Regions from separate parts of the Sus scrofa genome. Here regions 1, 2, 3 and 4 are each linked to region 5. The links are chromatin contacts, called in public Hi-C and targeted proximity ligation maps. All regions are on one chromosome and are shown on one strand. The core of a region is the stretch at or near the end of the contact, and the rest is flanking DNA. Distances in the headings are between cores, read along the strand shown. Region 1 overlaps ASPRV1 (retroviral-like aspartic protease 1). Region 2 holds the start of ASPRV1 (retroviral-like aspartic protease 1). Region 3 holds the start of C3H2orf42 (chromosome 3 open reading frame, human C2orf42). Region 4 overlaps ASPRV1 (retroviral-like aspartic protease 1). Region 5 holds the start of MXD1 (max dimerization protein 1).

The links. A called contact is a pair of places that touch in the nucleus more often than the background predicts.
Region 1: a contact with region 5 is called in a targeted proximity ligation map of alveolar macrophages. A contact is called at or near these places in 7 of 47 Hi-C or Micro-C datasets (embryonic fibroblasts, heart right ventricle, liver and 3 more) and 2 of 2 datasets of targeted methods (alveolar macrophages and skeletal muscle).
Region 2: a Hi-C map of epiblast stem cells shows a contact between it and region 5, with 4 times the contacts expected there. A contact is called at or near these places in 5 of 5 promoter capture datasets (fetal liver, fetal skeletal muscle, liver and 1 more), 29 of 47 Hi-C or Micro-C datasets (alveolar macrophages, blood, brain and 15 more) and 2 of 2 datasets of targeted methods (alveolar macrophages and skeletal muscle).
Region 3: a targeted proximity ligation map of alveolar macrophages shows a contact between it and region 5. A contact is called at or near these places in 6 of 47 Hi-C or Micro-C datasets (alveolar macrophages, epiblast stem cells, heart right ventricle and 3 more) and 2 of 2 datasets of targeted methods (alveolar macrophages and skeletal muscle).
Region 4: a contact with region 5 is called in a targeted proximity ligation map of alveolar macrophages. A contact is called at or near these places in 25 of 47 Hi-C or Micro-C datasets (adipose tissue, alveolar macrophages, blood and 13 more) and 2 of 2 datasets of targeted methods (alveolar macrophages and skeletal muscle).

The regions. Positions count from the first base shown.
Region 1 is chr3:72,359,756-72,362,455 of Sscrofa11.1, forward strand. All of the region lies in intron 3 of ASPRV1 (retroviral-like aspartic protease 1), which reads left to right. Among named protein-coding and RNA genes, the nearest start is that of PCBP1, 19 kb to the right of the region's middle.
Region 2 is chr3:72,322,597-72,325,296 of Sscrofa11.1, forward strand. ASPRV1 (retroviral-like aspartic protease 1) reads left to right here and starts at 1,362. Exons shown (of 13, transcript XR_002342602.1): 1 at 1,362-2,515.
Region 3 is chr3:72,288,136-72,290,835 of Sscrofa11.1, forward strand. C3H2orf42 (chromosome 3 open reading frame, human C2orf42) reads left to right here and starts at 1,449. Exons shown (of 10, transcript NM_001243818.1): 1 at 1,449-1,501.
Region 4 is chr3:72,398,787-72,401,486 of Sscrofa11.1, forward strand. The region is part of intron 5 of ASPRV1 (retroviral-like aspartic protease 1); the gene reads left to right. Among named protein-coding and RNA genes, the nearest start is that of PCBP1, 20 kb to the left of the region's middle.
Region 5 is chr3:72,543,864-72,546,563 of Sscrofa11.1, forward strand. It overlaps MXD1 (max dimerization protein 1), which reads right to left and starts at 1,439. Exons shown (of 7, transcript XR_002342619.1): 1 at 1,119-1,439; 2 at 286-385.

The DNA of each region.
Region 1 (2,700 bases), core at 81-2,580, 180 kb before region 5:
ATGGGGGTTCTGGAAGCTAATGCATTTTCTTAACTAGGGCAAGTTACTAAATCAGTGCAAAGTGCCTGGCAAGTAGTCAGCCTTGTCAAAACTGGAGTCATTATTAGCATTATGTGGCTTTGTACTTTCACACTTCCTTGGGCAAAGTAGGTGTCCAATAAAAGTTCATTGGGGGAGTTCCCTCATGGCACAGCAGGTTAGGAATCTGGTGTTGTCACTGCCGTAGCTCTGGTTGCAGCTGTGGTGCAGGTTTGATCCCTGGCCTGGGAACTTCCACATTCCACGGATGCAGCCAAAAAAAAAGTAAATTGGATGAAGGGCATAGGGTAGACAGCATTGTCCAACAGAAATATCATGGAAGACACAGATGTGATTTTAATTTTTTTAATAAGCTACATTTTAAAAAGTAAAATGAGGAGTTCCTGTTGTGGCTCAGGGGTAACGAATCCGACTAGAATCCATGAGGATTTGGGTTTGATTCCTGGCCTTGCTCAGTGGGTTAAGTATTTGGCATTGTTGTGAGCTGTGGCGTAGGTTACAAACAGATCAGATCCTGAGTTGCTGTGGCTGTGGCATAGGCTGGCAGCTGCAGCTCCGATTTGACCCCTAGCCTAGGGACCTCCATATTGCCACAGATGTGGCCCTAAATAAATAAATAAATAAATAAATTTCTTAAAAAGTAAAATAAAACAGGTGAAGTTAATTTTAATAAAAAAGTTAATATATTCAAATATTAGTTCAACTTGGGGTCAGTATAAAATATTAATAAATTATTAATGATCTATTTTATACTTTTTTCCTTGTACTATGTCTTTCAAATCTGCTGTGCATTTGATCTCTAATTCAGAGGAGCCACATTTCCTGTGCTCACCAGCCATATGTGGCCAGTGGCTATATGTTGGGCAGCACAGACAGGTTCAATGTCTCCTTCATGTCCCCAAACCTGCATGTTGAAAGTGTCCATTAAATGTACTCTTCTGGTCTGTGCCTACCTCCTGACCCCTCCTCACAGAGGCATCCACACCTGCAGCCCTTCTCTTGTTCCAACTTGAGCCTGTTTTGAAAAATGTCACAATTCAGGGGCTAATACTGTAAACCTGGATTCTTGTGCGAGATCCTGTGGTTTCATCCTTGTTTTAGCTTGTCTACTTAACACCAGAAAATTGTGGCTGTAAGTGGAAAGTTACATTTTCTGCCTTAATTTTTACAAAAATATTTGTTTGACCCAAAAGGCAGCCTATCCAGAGGCAGGTGGGAAGTTCACAGGAGCCGCTTGTACCTGCTGCTCTTCCCGCCCAGGTCCCGCCCCACTGGGGGTGGGGAGGGCAGCCTACTGGCCTTTGCAGCCAAGCAGCATGAGTCATCCTGGTCACTTGTTCAGCCTCCCTTCCAGTCTCAGAGCCACTTTTGTTTTTCAGTTGAATAGGCAGTCTGAAACACACACACACACACACACACACATTCCTGCACCTGCACAGGCAGTGAACCAGGCCGGGGGCTTGGTTCTTAAGCAGGAAATTGTATTGTTTGCCATAATTACTATCATATTCCTGAACCTGGCCGTCCATGGCCATTCCGGGGGTCCCTCGGTCTCTCTGTCTGGGAAACTCTCTGTGGTTTAAGTCAGGAAGTTGGAGAGGAATTCAGATCCTGACCAAAGGGCAGAACAAGGCAGGAATCTCTCCTCTTGTGACCGGAGGGATACCTACAGCCCCCCAGGATTCCACCCCTTCCGCCAGGGCAGCTGGGCCTCTTCTTGACTGCACCTCCCCCCCGCCCCACCTTTTAGAGTCTCCATATGCACAAATGTACTTTTTGACCCCAGCAATTTTCAACTGTGATTGCACATTAGAATCGCCGGGGCAGCTTTTTAATTTTTTTTTAATGGTTGCACTTGTGGCATATGAAAGTTCCCAAGCGAGGGATTGAATTTGAGTTGCAGCTGTGACAACACTGAATCCTTAACCTACTGCGGCAGGCCGGGGATCAAACCCGCCCCTCTGCAGCAACTCAAGCTGCTGCAGTTGGATTCTTTACCCATTGAACCACAGTGGGAACTCCAGGGCAGCTTTTAAAATGCCTGATGCATTTTTTTGGTCTTTTTAGTGTTGCACCTGAGGGACATGGAAGTTCCAAGGTTGGGGTCAAATTGGAGCTGTAGCTGCTGGCCTACACTACAGCCATGGCAACTTGGAACCTGAGCCAAATCTGCGACCTATACCCTAGCTCACAGGGTCGGGGATCCTTAACCCACTGAGCAAGGTCGGGGATCAAACCCAAGTCCTCATGGATACTAGTCAGGTGTGTTACTGCTGAGTCTCAATGGAACTCCCCAAAAATGTATTTTCTTTTTTTCTTTTTTTTTTTGTCTTTTCTAGGGCTGCACCCACGGCATATGGGGGTTCCCAGGCTAGGGGTCTAATCAGAACTGTAGCTGCCGGCCTACGCCACAGCCACAGCAACGCCAGATCCAAGCTGCGCATCTTTGACCTACACCACAGCTCACTGCAATGCCGGATCCTTAACCCACTGAGTGAGGCCAGGGATCAAACCCGCAACCTCATGGTTCCTAGTCAGATTTGTTAACCACTGAGCCATGATGGGAACTCCCAAAAATGTATTTTCTAATAAAGTCTTCTTGCATCAGTGGGAAAGAGGAAGGATTAGTCTAGAGAATGACAAAAAGTTTCCATCCTGATA
Region 2 (2,700 bases), core at 112-2,611, 220 kb before region 5:
ACATGGCCCTAGCCGAGTACTGTACCCACTCCTAGACACCTTTGGGACACCATCAGCCTTGACCTCATTTCAGACTCTACCCATGCTATCAGAGTAGAGTGGTCCTAGTGCTCTTCAAACTCTGTACCCACCCATATACACACTCATCTGTATCATCCCCTGCATATCTCCTCCATTAATTGTTGGAATCTTACACTTCTGGGGACTGCCCAGCTACTGCCTTTCCATGCTGCAGCCACTTTGTATTCTAGTGTGAGCAGCACAAAACCCTTCATGTCTACGCAACTTTCTGTTGCACAGACTGATCATCCTCAGACTGAGTGTATTAATGGGTCTGAGAGAGAATCCATCTTAACTCCTCCAGGCAACATGGCTGGGCCCCTAACGTAATGGGCATCATGAGGACAACTTATTACTCCTATACCTAGAACACTTCGATTCACACCTGCCTCTACCAGAACTATCATCTCAACAGCTTGCTACTACTATTTGGAAGAATGACAGGCCACCCAAAAGTCCAGAAAATCTGACTCCCAAGAACTACCCACCTAAGTGAAGGTTTATAAGCCTGCCACCTGGCTTTCTCAAGGTACCAGATGCTATCAGCCCTGTGACTTTCTGGGCCAAGCCATTTCCAGTCACAAAAATTCACTCCATCTTTCACTGATTCCTGTTACATCTGGTCTGCTAATAACCTGCCCTTCCCTCCAACCCACATGTGCACACACTTGCATCCACACCAGCCCTGAGGCCTGGCCATATATAGTACAACCTGTGTATGTCATCCCAGGGGCACTCTTGTCACTGCCTGATCTGCCCTCTATTACAAGAACCCAGAGAAACCCTACTCCATCTGCTGAAGATGGGGGAATGGGCAGGGGCTGCCTTCCTCCAGTTCTTTGAATTAGGGACTGTCTCAAGCATAATACACACAAAAGTCACCTACAAAGAACAGCACTTGTGTCTACTTTTTTGGTGACTTATCCCAAGTTGGACTTGCTTAACCCCCTTAACCTAGTTCTTTCTTTTGTTAGTCTCTCAGATTGATTTCCTACTTTTCTTCCTTTGCATCTTGTGATATTTTTTGGTACTCCTTATATGATCCTCTTTTAAAACCTCCTTAAGTACCCTGCTCCCTGTCTGCCTGCCCTTCCACCATCCAGCTCTGCAAACTCCCTTCGTATCTTTCTACCATCCCACCTGCTTCACCAAGGGATTGGGATGGCGTTTATAAGATGGAAGAAATGCTGCTGGACTGCAGACTGCACTTTGGGTTGCAGGACCTAATACCTGTGCTGGTGCTGACCGCTACCTTTCGCGACTATTAACGGGAGAGGGCAGTGCTGCAGGCGGTGACCTCCGCAGTTAGGGGCCCTTAAGAGTAGCTATGCATTTCAAGGGAGTGTAATAGCGTGAGCTGCTTAAGGTGCGCTCCTGCCAAGTTGACCCAACACGTTCCTACGAACTAGTTCTAATCCCACGATACAGAAGTACAAAAAGTGTCTTCATCCATGTATGTTCCCTGAGGTTTTTCGCCATTCTCCCCAGCCCACCGTCCTACGGTTCAGATTTTAACCCCTGGGTTCAACGCCCCAACCCGTCAACACACTCTGCTACCCACTTACCAGAGTGGATAGCAGCAGAGCCATCTCAGACAAGCTATTTAACCCTCTGAGCCACAGTTTCCTCAGCTGGATATTATGCAGGGTAAATAAGATACTGTCTGAAACGCTTGTTATATACTAGCTATTATCCTTTCACCTATTGTTCTGCACTTCTCTCTTCTACCGTGTTTTTCTAACTTAGCTTTGGTGCTTTTTGTACCTCCCTAAGAACTTTGGGCTTAAAACCACAGCAAATCTCAATTTTGATTTAAGTAAAAAAAAAAAAAGGCTGGAAGTAAATATGAAGAGTATTGCTATTCCTTTTCTTCATATATTTTCTTCCCCCCCCACTTTGTTTTTCCTTTAAAGACCAATTTAACCCATTCGATACAAGGAAAGGTTACAATCTTAAAACAAGGAGCGAAATAATCAAGTTTCCACCCTGTGCTTAAAAGGAGACGATAAAGATGCGCAGGCGCGCAGAGCGAGGGCCGGTCACGCGGCGGTCGCCCCCTCGGCTCCAAGAGCTGACGTCAGTCACGTTCTCCTCTCGCCCGCGTCGACGCTTCCGGCCGGTTTGGGCTTTTCTTCCACCAGGCGGCGCTGCAGGACGTTGTGTGGCTGACGCCTCCTGCGCAGGCGCATTGAATTCCCGGACACGTCACCACCTTCGCGTCTTTTCTGGAGAGCGCGGGAAGGCGAGAACAGGAGGGCGGTGACGTCACCGGGGTTCCCCGCGTGGCACGCGGGGGCGGGGGGGTTGGGGACGTGGCGCGCGGCGTGGGGGTGGCGCCGAGCGCAGGCTCCGCTGGGGCTGACGGGGCCGCGCCTACTGCCGACTCTCCGGCGCTGCCTCGTGACCCGCTGTGGGGCCCGGGCGGGCCAGGGCGGCGGGCCGAGCTGCGGGAAAGGTGCTGACGGGGCGGGCTCGGAGAGGAGGGGTTCCGGCGGCCCAGCGCGAGACTCCTGAGGTCGTTAGCCGGCTAGGTCGCCCAGGCGTAACCTAGCCGCCTTCAGACCCGCTGGGAGGCCGGGCACCGACTTCCTGGTTCGGGCCGACGGAGCTTGGACTCCGACCCGCGGGTCCGCGGGAGCA
Region 3 (2,700 bases), core at 199-2,698, 260 kb before region 5:
TTAAGGATCCGGCGTTGCCATGAGCTGTGGTGTAGGTCACAGACGCATCTTGGATCTGGTGGTGCTGTGGCTGTGGTGTAGGCAGCTACAGCTCCGATTTGACCCTTAGCCTGGGAACCTCCATATGCTGCAGTTGCAGCCCTAAAAAAAAAGAAAAAAAAAAAACCTTATAAATTGAAATAAGCAAAATTGGAAAAATTTCCTGGAAAAAATGTGCCCACCTCCCCCTACCTCCAGTTTAAGAAACAACATAACAAACCTTAATCTTGGAAAAGTCCATTTGTCTTATTAATAGTTGAGAAGACTAAGGTTCTGCTAACTAAAGAATGTCACTCACCATCTGGTTCCACAAGGTTAAAGTCATTATCCACTGCAGTCACAGACTTTCAGTTTGCAGATTAGGATTGAGGTACTCTCTGCTCTGGGAAAACTGGCAAAACAGGACTTCAGATAAATATTTTCAGAAGAAGATTTTATGAATCCATTTTTTTGTATCTTCCCATACTTAGAAGAGCACTAAAATTACTAGCTAAGATAGCTGTGTCCTGTGACCAGAAGCAACCTTCTAACAAGATGTGTGCTTGATTGCACATACTCCTTCTCTTAGATATATGACCTCCCTCCATATCTTTTTGGAGCTCTTCCTCAGAACTATCTGAGAGGCTGTCTCTGGGCTTATAGTCTTATAACCCAGAATACAACTGAACCACAGTTCTCACCTTTTTATTTATTCATACTATTTCATGTGACAGTTCTCAGCCACCCAGTCCACAGTGCCATCACTAATAAGGAGCAGTATGAAAGCCAAAGGTGTAGGAAATCTCATTCCAGAGTTTTCCCACACACAGGCCTCACCCTTGACACATTTTAACTCATGAACTATTGTCAACAAAGAGTATTCAGATTTATTCTGTGTGATTCCAATAATCAAAACTAGGTCACACCAGAAGCCAATAACAACTCATTATAAGGGAAACATTCAAGTAATATGTCAGAGTGTAATTAAGGGAGAAAAAGATGACCTGATGCAAACACACAAGTGATAGAAACAACGAATTCTTTGGTGAACAAGACTCCCTTGACAGAACACTAAATCGCTCGCATCTGACATCTGCTAATAATGCAGAAAATCTAAGGAGATTTTTTTCATCAATGGTCAATGGAATTCTACTCAGACTTAGGACTCGCTCAGGCCTAAAACAGTGACGACTAATCCTAGAGCTCTGGGCTTCCAGCACCAGCAGGGTCGGCCAGAAGCACTCTAGGCACAGCAAAGAACCTAAACTGTACAGTCGTCAGGTCAGCGTAGATTCCACCATCGGATTCCGCAGCAATAGTCAGCTGGCTCCAAAAGGAGGAAACTACAACTCCCGTCAGACAACGCGAGCCCAGGTAGGCGTGCTCTAGCCGCGCGTGGGCGGCTCTGACCAATAGCGACTGTCGTTACAGCGAACAGTTTGGCCGCGTTTGTAAAAGGACGCGGCAGGAGAAGAGAGAGGAGGTGAGGGCGGTCATCAGCGTGGGGGCCTAGGGCCGCGGGGTGGGTTGCGCAGGGCAGGTAAGGGGGGCTGTGCTAAAAGAAGGGGGGTGCGGCTATGGGACAAGGACGTAGAGCCGGGAGTCCCGGCGCATAGCGTGTCCCGAGGGCAGGGTACCGGCCAGGTGATGCTTCTGCTCGGGCCTACTTAGGACCGGAAGTAAGCGGTCGCGCGGGGAGGCTGCCGGGAAGCTGGTCCCGGGTAGTGCGTCAAGGGGCAGGCGGTCCCGGAAGCCAGGTGGGAGGTGATCGTCCTGCAGGCCGCGTGACTGGGCTGTGGTCGGCTTAGCCCCGGTGGCCTTTCTCCATTATCCTGAGGCATCGCAGGGCAAATGGAAGCACCCCGGACCTGGAATTGAGAGTCCTGGCTTATGGTCCTGCCCTTTCCTCTCACTTGTGGTTTGACAAGGAATCCAGATTGCAAACTCACGTTAAGTTATCTGGAGACTGGCTGAGGGATGTTAATCAAATCACTACTTTCTCTGAGCCAACTTCTTCATCTCCAAGATGGGTAAAATAGTACCTACTTCACAGGATCGTGGTGAGCAATACATAGCAATACATGAGTAAATGCATGGGAAGGGCTTACTTGTACTCAGTAAACATTAGCAAGTTTATGTCTTATTCAAGGTGACCCTTTATTCTCTTCACTTACTGTGCTTCACAAGCATTAAACAGCATTCACCAAACTGTATAGCCCTGCAAAGAGTAACGGGCTGAAAACCCAGTAGTTCAAGGAATGTTCGTGGGGTAGCTCTTCCAGCCCCAGTCCCTTTAACGCCATCTGATTGAGGAGGCTGTTTAGTAAACTTGCTGGGGAAGAGGAGACCCTTTCTTAGGCAGGATTCAAATATAGGTTGTTTACAAGTTGTGTTACTTGTTTATATATGCTTTCAGCATAGAATCTAACAAGTAATACTAGTAACGGTTTAAAATTCAGATAGTACAAAACAGCGAATTGTACATCTCCCTCCCACTTTGTATTTTTCAAGTCCCCAGTCACTTCTTCTGAGACAACAGATTCTGAATCAGATTGAGAATGATTTTAGAACCCTATAAGTATATGAGGATGGGGGTTTGATCCCTGGCCTTGCTCATTGGGTTAAGGATCTGGCATTGCCGTAAGCTGTGGCACAGGTTGAAGACGTGGCTGTGGAGTAAGC
Region 4 (2,700 bases), core at 170-2,669, 150 kb before region 5:
CTGCCCTGTACACACAGTCAGAAATCACAAAATGGCTGGAAATTTATCTGAACTCTTGATGAAACTGCATTTACTTCATTCCGCCACTAGGTGATGAACAACTCGCAAACCCAGACTGCCAGGGAGGGTTATGTATAGGACAGTTTTTGTTTATACTTGGAAGTGCTATCACAAGTCACCTGTACAGTTTCATTAGAAGTGTTTTGGGGGGTGGAGGGGAAATAGGTCTTGTGTATTTTATAGTGGCTGTTTTCCATAGCTCTTTCTCAGCTTTGTTCCAGTTTTAAAATATTAATTTGGCTAGGACACTTTGATTTTTCTTAGAAAAGGGGCATGAATGGTACTTTCAAGGTCTGCTTATTTATTATTTATTTGTGTGTGTGCATTTGTATGTGTATCTTCGTGTATGAATGATGTCTTGGCTGAGTTTAGGATTCTTGATAGCAGTGCTAGTCTCTGCAGAGTATGCTACTTTCTTCTGTCTTAAGTTTCTAGTGATACAGGTGAAACCTCCAATGCCAATAGGAGTCTTTTTCCTTTGTAAGTAGTAATATTTTCTCTTTGAAAGTTTGTAAATTTTTTTCTTCATGCTGTTTCATCATGATATGCTTAGGCATTTTTTTTTTCAATAATAACTCTGCTTACTCTTTGAGGAACCTTTTAGACTTAAAACTTAAGTCTTTTTACTTAATTCAAGGAAGATTTTTTGCTTTCCCTCTGTCTGTTTCCAGCCTCCTTTACAGATGAAGAAACTGAGCCCAGAAAGTTTATGTGACTTGCCTAAGGATCATTTATGTAGTTTAAATGAATGTTAAGCAAATAACCTGACTCCTTTGATGAGATGCACTTTCGTTGTATATTGGTCTAGTGAGAAAGCTGTCATGAACTATTTGGAAGTTTTTTAGTGAGACTTTGCTAAGGATTCATGAGGAAATGAAGAAGGAAGAAGTGATAGAATTCATTACAATTAAAATATGGCCCATATGAAGGACTATAAGATTCAGAAGTCCCCCCTGGTATCCCAGTTTTTGGAGGTACCCCAAAGCTCTAAAACTTAATAAAGCCAGGACGTTGATTGAACACTTGGAGAATTAGCTGTTTAGTTGGCAGAAGTTGGATAAGCATGGTCATGCCCTGTTGTAAATATTGGAAAACATATAAATGGCATCTGAAGGCTTGGAGACAGACATCGTAAACTGTCTTATCAGTGGTCTGGTTTCTGTTTTGAGTTCCACCTTGGGACCCTTTTCTGCTGGGAACCACTTGTTCCTGGCCCTGTTGATCTTTGGATTTCCCCGGCCCTTCACTCCCTTTCAGTTTTGAAATGAAACCTACCCCAGAGGGTGAGGTCAGATACTGAGAGGACTTTGACAGCTCACACTGGATTGTTTTCTTTCCAGAGCTGTCTGGTATGTGACTTTGTGAGGTGTGAGGCGTAGCAGGCTCTGATATAGACTAATTGATGGTGAATCATCTATTGGGTAAGACCTAGGCGGTATCATCTCTTTGGGTGACCAGGAAAACATGTAGACCAAATACCTTGTCTTTCATCCCCAGAAAGTTGAAAGAACATAGTCATTAGAGATCTACCATGATCTTTGCCTTTGGTTTACTGAAAAAGGAAGGGCTTTATTTGAGTGTCTTTTCATTTGTAGAACCTTTTTTTTTTTTCAGGAATAACCATGTCCTTGGCTTTCTGCTGCTCCAGAAAGTTTCTTTTTTTTTTTTTTAATTTTTCCCTTTATTATTATTATTTTTTCCTTTTTTTTTTTTTTTTTTTTTTTTTGCTGCCCCAGGGCTTCTGGAGTTCCTGGACCAGGGATCAGATGCAAGCTATAGTTGTGACCTAAGCCACAGCTGTGGCAACGCCAGATCCTTAACTCACTGTGCCCGGCCAGGGATTGAACCAGTGCTCCCAAGATGCTGCCGATCCTGTTGTGCCACACTGGGAATTCCTCTCTCTCTCTCTCTTTTTTTGGCTATATCCATAGCATTCGGAAGTTCTTGGGCAAGGAATCAAACCGCAGCAGTGACAATGCTGAGTCCTTAACTGCTAGGCCACCAGGGACCTCCTGCTCCAGAAAGTTTCTGAACTGTTACGCTGTGCCTCCTGGAATTGCTGCTTCAATGTGGAGTGACTCCTCTAGATACCCCTAGACAACCGCCTACTATGTCCCCAACCCATTCACAGAATGCAGCTTCCCTTCTACCTTTTGCTGTACAGGTGGCCTCTGTCATATTATGGCACTTTGCTTGGAATCTTTATAAGTGGAACTGGCTACTTTTTCAGCTTACCCCATACCACTTTCCCATGATTTTGCCTTGGTGTCCCCTCAGCCCTGCAGAACTGCTTCTAGATTTTCAAATACCTTTTCCCCTTTGAGATTGCTGCTGCCGAGCAAGGCCACCTGATCCCTCTCCTTGAAGCTGGCATGTAAACTCATTCTCCTATATTTGTTTAGAAATTTGGTATTTGACCTCTCCTCTTGGGGTTCCGGCCCAGTCTAGGGAATCAGTGGCCAGACTTGGCCTGGGGCCAAGGATTCAGGGTAAAGCATGGAATTAGGGGGCATGGGCAGATGGCAAGCCAGAAGATCTGAACATCAGGGCCACTGGGGGGTGGAAGAAACAGAAAATTTATGTCTGAAGCAAAGGATGTCCCAATTTGTAGGCTTCCTCTTTTACTCACTTTTCAAAATT
Region 5 (2,700 bases), core at 189-2,688:
CATCACTGTTACTAATCTCACATGAAGTTTCCAGATTTTCATTCCAAAAGGGAAGAAAAGCAAAATTAAGTTTAAAAAAAGTTCATAAGGACAGAGAGAACATTTTCCTTTTCTTCTTTTTAGTCCTTTCAACCCAAACAGAAGGGCTTCCTCCAGTGCCTTAAGAGCATGTGGACATGACTGAGCCTGAATACCACTTCATTTACAGGGCTATCACTTCCATTCTGCAATTTGTATCATCCGCAGTATAATCTAAAAGAGAAAGGGAAATATTTACCAAATTACCTGCTACTGCTGTTGTTCTTCTTGGATTTGCTCCTCCGTTTTAAGGCATCTCTGTCCTTGTTATTGTATGGTAACATGGAGGCATAACCATGTTCAGCTTCTAGAAAACCGGAGGATCCAGTTAATGAATGAGCCCAGAACGTTCAATACTCTCTCCCCTCCCTGAGAAATTGATTATTTAATGAGAAATTGATGTATTTCTCATTAATAGAATATTGTGGAAATAATAAAACGGAACAAGGTGGAATTCTCAGAACAATGATTGCCTTTTTAAATTGAGTGTGAATACCCTCAGTTCGGAGCAGGTGGAAGGAGCATTCCAGCTGCTCATTGTTGAGAAAGACACAGCAAGTCCCATGGAGCCTGGGTTTCCCATTGGCAGCGTCCAGCAGGTTGGTGTGTAGTAAGTGGGACCAGCCTCAGGCGAAGGGGCAGGGTGAACACCGGGACTCAGAGCCGGAAAAGGAGGATGGGGGACAGGGGAGGCGCTGCCCCTCCGGCTGGGATACCCGGAGCCAGGTCCACTTGAGGGCCGGCCGGGACGGCCCTGGCTGAGGGAACCCCAGGCACCACACTCGCTACGGGGTGGGGAGGGGGCGACGCTCAGGACCCCGGGGACAGCAGCCCCTTTTCCACCCCCATTCATTGCCTCTGGGCAGTGGCGGCCTCCTTTCGGACCGCGCGTGGGGAGAGCTGGAGGGGTTGGGAGCGCTCGCGGTCGCGCTCTCAGCTCCTCCAACCACCCCCGGAGCGGCCGGGCGCCCAGACCCTCAGCCAGGCCTCTCAGAGCCCCCGGCCCCTGCTCTGGCCGGACCCCTCACGTCCCCGTGCACCTCTCTCCCGCCGCTCCAAGTAGTCCGCCGCCTCCAGCAGCATCTGGATGTTCATCCGAACCGCCGCCGCCATTCTGCACCGGGGGCCGGAGCCACGGGACCAACCCCCACTGCCCACGGGTTTGCCGCCGCCGGACACGCGCGCCCCACTGAGGACCCGGCAGAGCAGGGTTGAGAGAGCCTCTCTTGCGACCACGCTCGCCAGAAGGGGGAGGGGACCGGTGAGCTGGGCACCGCCGACACTGACAGAACCCAGAGAAGAGCAGCAGCCGCCACCGCCGCGGAGTGTTTATCCCGACTCACCGTCCCCCCGCCCCCAGCCCCTTCTCTTGACAGGCCCGCTTCGGCTGCGTTCCTCATTGGGCACCCCAGAGAATGCCCCGCCCATGGCCTTGTGCGATTGGGGGAGGGAATCACGGCCCCGCCCCCCAGAGTCCACTCCTCTTGTTGGTTGGTCACGCTTGACAAGGCCCGGGCTCCACCCCCTCTTCCCAATTGGTGACAGGACTCGCAACTCCGCCTTGTGCTCCTTCCCTGTTTTCCATTGGTTCTATACTGACAACCGGGGCCCCTTCTGCTTTGTTAGTATTGGCCAAGAGGTACAGAAAGCAAGCCACTTTGCCTGTCTCCCATTGGGGGAGCCTTCCGACACCGCCCAGCTATGATGACGTCGCCTTTCCCCAGGCCAGCGAACCCTGAACGGGTGGTGGTCAGCAGCCCGGCTACTCCTCCCCGGATCTGGCTTTGGCTGGAAGGGCTGACCCCGGCGCCGCAAGCCGCGCTGATTCACCGGCTGCCCCGGGGCGCGGCTCCACCCGGCTCCGCCTGTTGCCGAGACCTGTCTCCGGGGAAAAGTTTCGAGGACCTGCTGGGCAACCCTCAAGTGGAAGGTGGCGCCGAGCGTCACCTGGGCGCTGTGTCCCGCTCCGGTTCGGGGCCGGGTCCCTGGGTCCGCCGACAGCGACCCAGAGGTTCCAGACGTCCTGGGACTTGGGCGGCTGAGGGCACCGCAGAGAATCCCCTGAAGGGAGCGGCCCGCAGCCCGAGAACAGGGCGGTGGGCCTGAGACTCTGCCAGGCGCCACGTGGCTGTTGGGCTTGAGGGGAAAAGCCTGTCTCCTGTTAAATGCTCGCCGCCCAGCCTTTTCTCTTCTCAAGTGCTGGAATGGGGCAGCTGCATGCAGCGCTGGCCTCTCCAAAGGCACGACCCTCGCCGCAGGTGCTGCTAATTACTTCCTCACGCGAGTGGGTTTTAAAAGCTCGGAAACTTCCTATACCTGCAGGTTGACGTGGAATCCTGAGATTCTTTCATAAATATCTTCCCTTTTCTAGACGAAAACGTTCAAAAGAATACTTCCTTTTCGAGACGGCTATAAACGGTGTTTGTGTTGGGGGTGGTACCAATATAAATGTACATAAAAAACTTGAAGAATTGTTCCCTAAACCTATGACGATTCCTGAGATATCTCCATTTTAAAAAGCAGAAATAAAACTGTTGGTAAATTGAGAATCCTGAAGGTAGAAATGAGTGAAGCATGAACATATTTAACAAAGCTTTTAAAAAAAAGTTTATTGTTGTCAGT